2 separate regions of the Xenopus laevis genome follow, and region 1 is linked to region 2. A link is a contact called in public Hi-C data. All regions are on one chromosome and are shown on one strand. Each heading gives the region's core, a stretch centred on a gene start, on an enhancer-like site or on the middle of the called end of the contact. The rest is flanking DNA. Distances are from core to core; before and after follow the strand shown.

The links. Hi-C and Micro-C count contacts between places; a contact is called where the count stands out from the background.
Region 1: a Hi-C map of the XTC cell line shows a contact between it and region 2, with 4 times the contacts expected there. The contact joins two enhancer-like sites. A contact is called at or near these places in 2 of 4 Hi-C or Micro-C datasets (the XL177 cell line and the XTC cell line).

The regions. Positions count from the first base shown.
Region 1 is chr2S:139,793,280-139,797,802 of Xenopus_laevis_v10.1, forward strand. No RefSeq gene overlaps it. Among protein-coding and RNA genes, the nearest start is that of faim2.S, 28 kb to the right of the region's middle. Within about 2 kb of position 1,597, at least 3 of the 7 cell types and tissues checked have an H3K27ac peak or open chromatin away from gene starts, as enhancers often do.
Region 2 is chr2S:139,402,584-139,407,065 of Xenopus_laevis_v10.1, forward strand. No RefSeq gene overlaps it. Among protein-coding and RNA genes, the nearest start is that of krt8.1.S, 27 kb to the left of the region's middle. Within about 2 kb of position 2,223, at least 1 of the 7 cell types and tissues checked has an H3K27ac peak or open chromatin away from gene starts, as enhancers often do.

The sequences.
Region 1 (4,523 bases), core at 347-2,846, 390 kb after region 2:
TGGTTGATAGTGGCCAGACCTGTAGTCTGCTTGAGGAATACATATATTATTAAAGGAGAAAGGCTAAAACTAAGTAAGCTTTATCAGAAAGGTCTGTATAAATACACAAGTAAACCCTCAATGCTGTAATGCTGCTCTGAGTCCTCTGTCAAAAGAAATACCAAATTTCTTTCCTTCTATTGTGTACATATGGGCTTCTGTATCAGACTTCCTGCCTTTTAAACCTCCAGGGCGTTAGCTTGAGCATGCTCAGTTTGCTCCTCTCCCCTTCCCTCTTCTTCCCCTCCCTCCTCCCCTCCCTGCTGTAATCTGAGCCCAGAACTATGAGAGAGCAGGGAGAGGCAGGAAGTGATTTCACGCCAAGCTAATATGGCAGCTGCTATCCTAAAAAAACATAGAGAGTTTTTAGAGCTGGTTACTCAGGTATGGTAAAGTATTCTATAGAATAAATATAGTGTTATAGCTTGCACTATTGTGGCTAATCTATTGGCAATAAGCTGCTTCGGCAGTTTTCCTTCTCCTTTATTAGCTGAAGCTGGCACAAGGGATTGGTACTATTATACGGGTCATTGTTGTGTTTGCCTCAGTCTCATGTGTCTTGAGAGAGTCAGCAGTAGTGATGGTCGAAAATCGTGAATTTGCCGAGAAGATTTTCTGGCAAAAAGTCGCTGGCATCTAAAAATTTTGACGCATGCAATTGTTTAGACGCCGGCATCAAAGTTTTTTCGACTCCAGGAAACAGTTCCGACGCGTCAAAATGTGTGCCCACATCAAAATTTACGTTTCTTGAATTTTTCGCCAGTTTCGTGGATTTCGCAAAATGCGCAAAAATTGTGGTGAAGCGAAACTGGACAAATTCGCCTATCACTAGTCAGCAGGCCCACACTGACAATCTGTAGATTCTGGCAAGTCCCGGATGGGCTTCTGTAAAATGCCATAAACATTCACTATTTATCTGGCCTGTTTGGGTCTCTGGCGTCAGTTTACTAAGGTGCATTTAGCAGCAATAATAGCCTGCGCCAGAAAAAACGCCAGAAAATCCTCAAGAGCAAGTTTACTGCGAGCACTTCTGTCATTGCAAATATTCTGGTGAGCATATACAATTAACACCTATTATCGCATTCATGCTACTTACGTTGTCTCACAAGGTTTACTAAACGCCTGCTTGGTGCCCATGCTTGCCCCAGATTTTGCATGGAAATATTTCCTGGCATTCCTTGCAAATTCCAAACCCCCTTTTCTGATATGTCTAAATGTCAGGATATTGCTTGTGCAAACTCATTGTACAAAATATCAACATACACAAGGGGCATCTGAATAAGGTACAATTCTTTGCTGGTATTTGTGCGCAGAGGTAGAGACAGATACCTCTAATGGTTTGAGCCACTGAATAGGAAGCTTTACACTCCCAGTACAAGCCTGGGCACGCATGGTGACAATGAGGTGCTTAGAAGGTGACAAGTGTGAGACACATTCCCTATAGAGAAGGGAACATTAGTGAGAAAAGCAGTTATGCAAGTGGCTATAGAGCAGGCAGGCCTTGTTGTTTGGAGCTGAATGTGCAGCTTTGGGAAATGCCAGCCATGAAGCTGTTGGTGCAAATTCTTCCCCTATAATCTGCACTTTTAACTGTACAGGAGAACTCCCTCTGGAAAGCTGTAAATGGAAGTCTAATGGCAACAAGTACACACAAACGTGTTCAATTACAAGGCTTATGTGTGTATAATACCTATAAAAGCATATAGGCTCGGCCTTGTTTGATTGCCAATACCCTACCTCAATAAGATCCTTGAGCCAAATACTTCACGTATTTCTCATCACAAATGCATTTCTTAACATGACACGAATTACTACTTCTTGAGAGAAAAAAAAATTCTGAAGACACTTGGCTACAGGGCGGTGGCTCATTTATTTGGTTAGAAGATGAATCACTAGCACCCCCATGTGAGGCACATCAGTAATGAGGGGAATTATGGATGGTAATCCACATCAGTGTAGTGTAGTTTCCTAATCAGCATCTGCACAGCTTAGAAGGTAAAATTTGCCAAATCTTTAAAGTTGTGGACAAACAGGAACATAAAACCGCAGAAACTGTGCTGCAAGGTTTTTTTTATTCACAACATGTTTCGAGCTAAAGTGGCTCTTTTTCAAGTGCTAATCAGTGCACATTACAAACAGGTTTTTAAATCCATATACACTCCACCCCCTTGGCGTGATAGGTTACTAAAAACATTAACTCACCGAGGTCACTGCAGTGGGCTGAAAAGCAGTACAGGGGGTAAAGTGTAACCTACCATTTTTATGGTTTTATTGGCTATTGGACTATTTGGATTTTTTACTACACTGGACTATAAGCACCACAGTTACACTGATTACATTATATGATATGAGGCCAGGCTAACAAATCCCCACTGCAGTGACCTCGATGAGTTAACGGTTTTAGTAACCTATCACGCTAAGGGGGTGGAGTGTATATGGATTTAAAAACCTGTTTGTAAAGTGCACTGATTAACACTTGAAAAAGAGCCACTTTAGCTCGAAACATGTTGTGAATAAAAAAACCTTGTTCATGTTTGTCCACAACTTAAAAGACTTGGTATTTGCATCGCTTCTATTTCGGGACAGAAGCTGTGGCGCAGGAGCCCTATCGTGATACTGGTACAAACTACTACTTCTTTCAGTTGAAGGTAAAATTTGTATGGATCCCATTCCCCAGCTCTGCACTATTCTGATGAGCCCCAATAAGGGCAAACCAGTCTGTAATCAGTAGCTCTTCAGCATTTGCCTTGGTTGTGCTTTAATTCCCAGAGGTTGAGCTTTAGCCTATAGCAGGGCTGTCTGGCGACCCAGGTACAATCAAAATTAACAAACAAAAGCCCCCACAAAGAAACTAAAAGCTATAGAATTGGGAAAAACACAGTAAATTTTTATACTATGGTCTGACACTTGTGTTGTTCATAGGACCACTATTCTGTACCTTGGCCTAAAATAAAAGCAGGTGACAAAACTTTTTTTTCTTATTCTCCCTACTGACAGCACAACAGTCCAAATGGCAGCCCGTGGGCCAGATGCGACCCGTGACCCCCCCCCAGCCTTGTGTGCCCCCACATGAATGTCTGTCTGTTGTGATTGCTTACCTTGTGTAACATTTAAATTATCAGTACTGAGATTAATTGGCCCTTCATTGTTTACACCTCAAATTCACCCCTGTATTGTAGACACCTGTAACACCTCTATTGTTCACACTCCTTAAACCCTTTACTGTTCACACCTCAGACCCAGACTGAAACTGCCCCCATTGTTCACCTGTTCACACTCAGACAAACTGCTGAAGGGGCACCAGCACTGTGTCACTGTATGTAGAACAGTATCAACTGTTCATCTTAGAGTCCTGATAGGTTTTCCTGTCTCCTGCTATATTCTGCCTTCCCTATGCTCCCTATGAGTGCCATACTCTGCATTCCCTGTGCTCCCTGTGTGTGCCATTCTCTGCCTTCCCCATGCTCCCTGTGTATGCCATTCTCTGCCTTCCCCATGCTCCCTGTGTATGCCATTCTCTGCCTTCCCCATGCTCCCTGTGTGTGCCATGCTCTGCCTGCCCTATTGTCACGGTCGGTACCCAAAATCCAGAACCAATGCTAGGTTCCCTGGTCTCGGCTCTTGCTTCCACCTTTAACAGCCGCCTTTCATCTCGGGAGGAGCCCTCGTCTAATTGGATGCCGCCAGGTCTTATTAAGAGAGGAGCCAAGCTAAGGGTTCTGGACGAGCAGAGGGACATGATCGTTAGCAAAGTCTTTTTGGGCAGAAGGTCTGTTCAAGGAACAGAGTGTAGTCAAACCAGGCCTGGTTGGTGCTGGCAGAATACAAGCGAAGTCGTACAGGCAAGGGTCAAAACGAGAAGATCAATTAGAAGAGTCAAACAGGCACGGGTCGGATTACAGAATTCAGAATAGTCGGGTAACAGGCCAAGGTCAGGATCACAGAATACAGATTAGTCAGGAAAGCAGGGCTCAAAACAGGAATCAGATAACAGGAGCAGACAAAATAGCACCCAGGAACTCTAAGAGATGAACCTAACAACGGGCAATAAATTCAATGCTGAAGTCCCTTTTAATACTTTTTGAATTTGGCACCATTGCGCGCTGACATCATCACGCTAGCTATAATGCGCCTATAAAAGTAGGGCGTACGTGCTGCGCGCGCCCTTAGGAAACCGGCAATACAGCAGAGAGGAGCAGTGTGGCGGGCGTCCCCGCCAGCCCACTGGACCACCAGGGTGACTTTTTCTCACACCTATGGTCCGTGTTTTTGCCATACTTTGCCTGCCCTATGCTCTGTGTGTCCCATACTCTGCCTGCCCTATGATCCCTGTGTGTGCCATACTCTGCCAGCCCTATGCTCCGTATGTGTGCCACACTCTGCCCTATGCTCCGGGGGTGTGCCAGACTCTGCCTGCTCTATGCTCCCTGTTTGTGCCACACTCTGCCTGCCCTATGCTCCCTGTGTGTGTCAAACTCTGCCTG
Region 2 (4,482 bases), core at 973-3,472:
AGGTGCCAAATAAAACTCTATGTTCAGCACATGGGGATCCCCATCAGCCACTGATATGGTTAAACCTCTCTTACTGAAATTCCCAACCGTCCTATTTGGATCCTGGCCCTGTTGTTCTTTCCAGACTTAATCCTCAGCTCTTTCCCACGATACCTGCACCATGATCTGCCCCTCCAGACTCTTAAAGCTTCAAGTTCTGCCTATTTAAAGCACATTGATCTTAATTTTCCCTTGTCTGTGTTTATGTGCCCAAGTGAGCAGCGCTGAGTACTTTATACACTTTCTTCTAGGATTCTTGTAACTTATAATGAGTGGCTTCGCATGCTTCTGTCTTTATGTTACTGATCAATTAAACTTGTAAAATGCATATTTAGGCCTGTATTTGGTGCTGGTGTCACCAGTGTTAGAGTAGCGACCTGGGAATTAAAGCAAGAGATACAAAATTAAGACAAATTACAAATTGTCTCATTAGATCACTGTTATATGAACAGTTAATTTAAAGGTGACACTATCCCTTTAACATTGATACCATATATGAACACTTAAACTCGTTTAGGCTTTATTGATGTTTATGCATAATCCTGAAGCTCAGCTGATTTTTGGTGCCCCCAAAAAAGCAAATTAGAGATCGTAGTGTCACCTGTACAGATATACCTTGAATATGCTTTACTATTATTATTATTTAGAGATGATCTGGGTTTACAATCAAGATCCAGAGCTGGTTTAAAAGCTTTGGTTGTCCAAGGCAATCGCCAACCCCCATCTGCTCCTCGCCACATTCACCCCAACGTCCACCACTAAAAAACTTCTGGTGTGGAATGGCACATGTAATAATATCAAACCACCAGCAGGTGTCACATGCATACTTAATACACGCCAACTTTTTAACAACTTCATCATCAGAAGATTGAGCATAAGCATTTAATGATTGCCATAAATTAACATTTTACTCCAATTTAACATTAGATCTGTGATAAAGCCCACTTGGAGTGGTCATAGTTACTTTAAGTGGTGGCCAGGGCAAAATATTTAGGGGTGGGTTGTGGGTCAAGAGGGATAAGGGGCTCTATATATGAAAACAAACTGTAACACTCCTGCTGTTGTTAAAGGAGAACTAAAGCTTAACTGAAGAAGTAGGCTAGAAATGTTGTACATAATGTTTTGGGTTTCTCTACCAGCCCTAGGCAACCACAACACTTTAGCAGTAAAGATCTGTGTCTCCAAAGATGCCCCTGTAGCTCCCCATCTTTTTTCTGCTGATTCACTGCACATGCTCTGTGCTGCTGTCACTTACTGAGCTTAGGGAACCACTCACAATATACAGTACACATAGAATAGAAATGTCACAATATAAGGCTGATTAGGAATTAGTAGAGATAATAACTACATGGCAGCACAGGAAACAGAATTTAATAATCAGCCTTGCATCATCAAACAAACCTCATTGCGACAACCCCTAAGCTTAGCTTCTCAACAGCTGCTCAGAGCCCACTGAGCATGTGAGTGTCACAGACACTTTCCAAGACGGTGACCCCCCTGTGACAAGTTTGAAGTCCTGGATCATTGCTGCTATTGACAAGCTGAGACTTTAGGCTGGTGCAATAAGTTCAGTATATAAAATATGACATTTTTAGCCACATTAATTGAAAAGGGTTTAGTTCTCCTTTACATTACATCTTCCAGAATCAATTCATTAGCCTTTACTTGTGCCCATGCATGTGCCTCACAACTAGACACCATGCTAGTTGCAGCTAGGGTTGCCACCTTTTCTGGAAAAAAATACCGGCCTTCCTATATATTTATCTTTTTTCCTTATTAATAACATTGGGATCAACCATCATTTTTACCTGCCAGGTGGCAACCCTAGTTGCATCCTACCTTACACTTTGCAGAATAGCCAAAGGTCTATACCAGGCTGTATTCATGAGAGGCAGGTGGGGGGGTCTACATAGATGCCCCCCCTTATGTCCCCTAACAGTGACTTCAATTACCTGACCTTCAGATTTTGCTCTGCACCTTAGTAGCTTAGCACTCTGGTCCACAAGTCCAATGTAAATGAGCACTATTAGTGCTCCTTGTCGCAGGGACGGCAGTACAGAGATTTACTTCCCAATGTGCACAGTTCACTGCAATCATAAAAAGTCATTATCAGCAGTCGAACACTAGAGGACAGCAAATTATAGGGAAAGATCAGAACACAGGTAGTATTCTTGAAGCTAAGAAATGAGAGATTGTAAAATGTCTGGCCATTCATTAAGCACTTTGCCCAGAGCATACCTCCCTCCCTCTGTACCTCACACAGGATTTAGGAGCAGAAGGAAACTCTGGGGGATTCAGGGTAGCCTTGTGCTTATGGCTTTCCATAGGGTAGGCCTACATGTCTACACCAGCCCAAATTAAGGTTGCCACCTTTTCCGGAAAAAAATACCGGCTTATTTAATTCCGTATGAATAACATTGGGAACAACCATAATTTTTAACGGCTAATTTTAATATACCGGACAGGTGGCATCTCTAGCCCAACTGTAAATAGATGAACACAATTCTGCAAACCAGGCAGGTCTTGTATTCCGAGTGCACAGATATGTACTTTTTACAATTTTAACCTACAGCACTTTAATACCCCTCCGAACTGTGCCTGTATGTTACCCTCCCATTTAGACTGTAAGCCCTACGGGGTAGGGTCCTCTAGCCTTTTGTTTCCTTGACACCGAGCACTTAATCTGTATTGTAATTATATTTTATATTTATGTGAATTGTATTCTAATAATGCACTTATTATTACTTTTTATTCCAATGACCCCTTGTTTGTTACTACTAATTTATTGTTTTGCTGTACAGTGCTTTGCCCTCAAGGAACACTATACAAAAAAAATATACATACAAAAAATATACATACATACATACATACAATTTGTACCCTACCCCATGCCAAAAAATGGCCCCTTCTGTCCATGCCATTTGGTATAGTGGTATAAACAGTAGAGTTATGGGACCTGTTATCCAGAATGCTCAGGACATGGGGTTGTCTGGATAATGGATATTTCTGTAAACACCTTAAGTCTACTAGAAAATCATTTAAACATTAAATACACACAATAGGCTGGTTCTGGTTCGGTACATTGTATACATGGTATAGCCAAGCGCTGCAATTGCCATCTCCCACTTGTACAGATGGTTCTCAGCCAGAAAAACTTAAATGCATATTTGTGCAGCCAAGAACTGTCTGTACTACTAGTGTTAGGTACTTTCCATGAAAGTCCACTGGAAGCTGCAGGATTGGAAGCTAGGGAAAACTATGCTACTGGAATGCCACCGCTCATACACAAAACCATATATACATAATACAATGCACACACAATACAGGTGTGGGACCAGTTATCAAGAATGCTTGGGACCTGGGGCTTTCTAGATAATGGATCTTTCTGTAATTTGGATCTTCATATCTTAAGTCTTCTAGAAAATCCTATAAACATTAAATGAACCCAACAGGCCGGTTTTGCTTCCAGTAAAAACGAATTAAATCTTAGTTAGGATCAAGTACAAGGTACTTTATTATTATTAGACTGAAAAAGGGAATACTTTTTAAAAATTTTGACTATTGATAAAATAAAGTCTATGGAAGACGGCCTTTCCGTAATTTGGAACTTTCTGGATAACTGCTTTCCGAATAATGGATCCCATACCTGTACAGTGCACACACAATAGAATACATGCACACTACTATGCATACATGAATAAAACAGTTCCCTTAATATAAGGATAGTTAAGTGACAAGCAGCATATAGTGCCTATACAGCACAGTGTGTATATGCATATTTCAGGTTTGATTTCTCAACCATTTGCAAGTATTAAGCAGGGCATACAGTTTAATATCCATTTGACAAGGACACCATACTAATACTAGTCGATCTTAACTCCGCTTGGCCTATAGCGCCCAGTTAAGAAAGCATTTTATCAATGAGCGAGCCAATGTGCTTCTGGTTTTTCAAACCTGCAGATAGCTGCCCAATATTTGGTCATATATATATATATATATATATATATATATATATATATATATATATATATATATATATATATATATATATATATATATATATATATATATATATATAGGTTGGGCAGCCTATCAGAATTGCTCCTTGCATGGGCCAAAAGACTGCTCACTTTGGGCTGGAGGGACAGATTTGTCAGCTATATTTGTTGGAGTTGTTACATTTACTAGTACTGTCAGTTCCTCAAAAATGTGCGATCTGTGGAAAGCAGATTTAGAGATAAGAATGTGCCAATGGGGATTTCATAATAAAGTGTGTTTTCTATTTGACAGCCATGGACATAAACTGACTTGCTGGGGCCACATGTACGGGCAGATGGTCAACCAGCCTAGGAAATTCTAGTGCAAGCTGGAATGGCTGTGCAGTTGCCTGTAGTAATAGGATGGTTTCAGATTTCTGACTACGTTCCAAGGTGGAATGCCTGG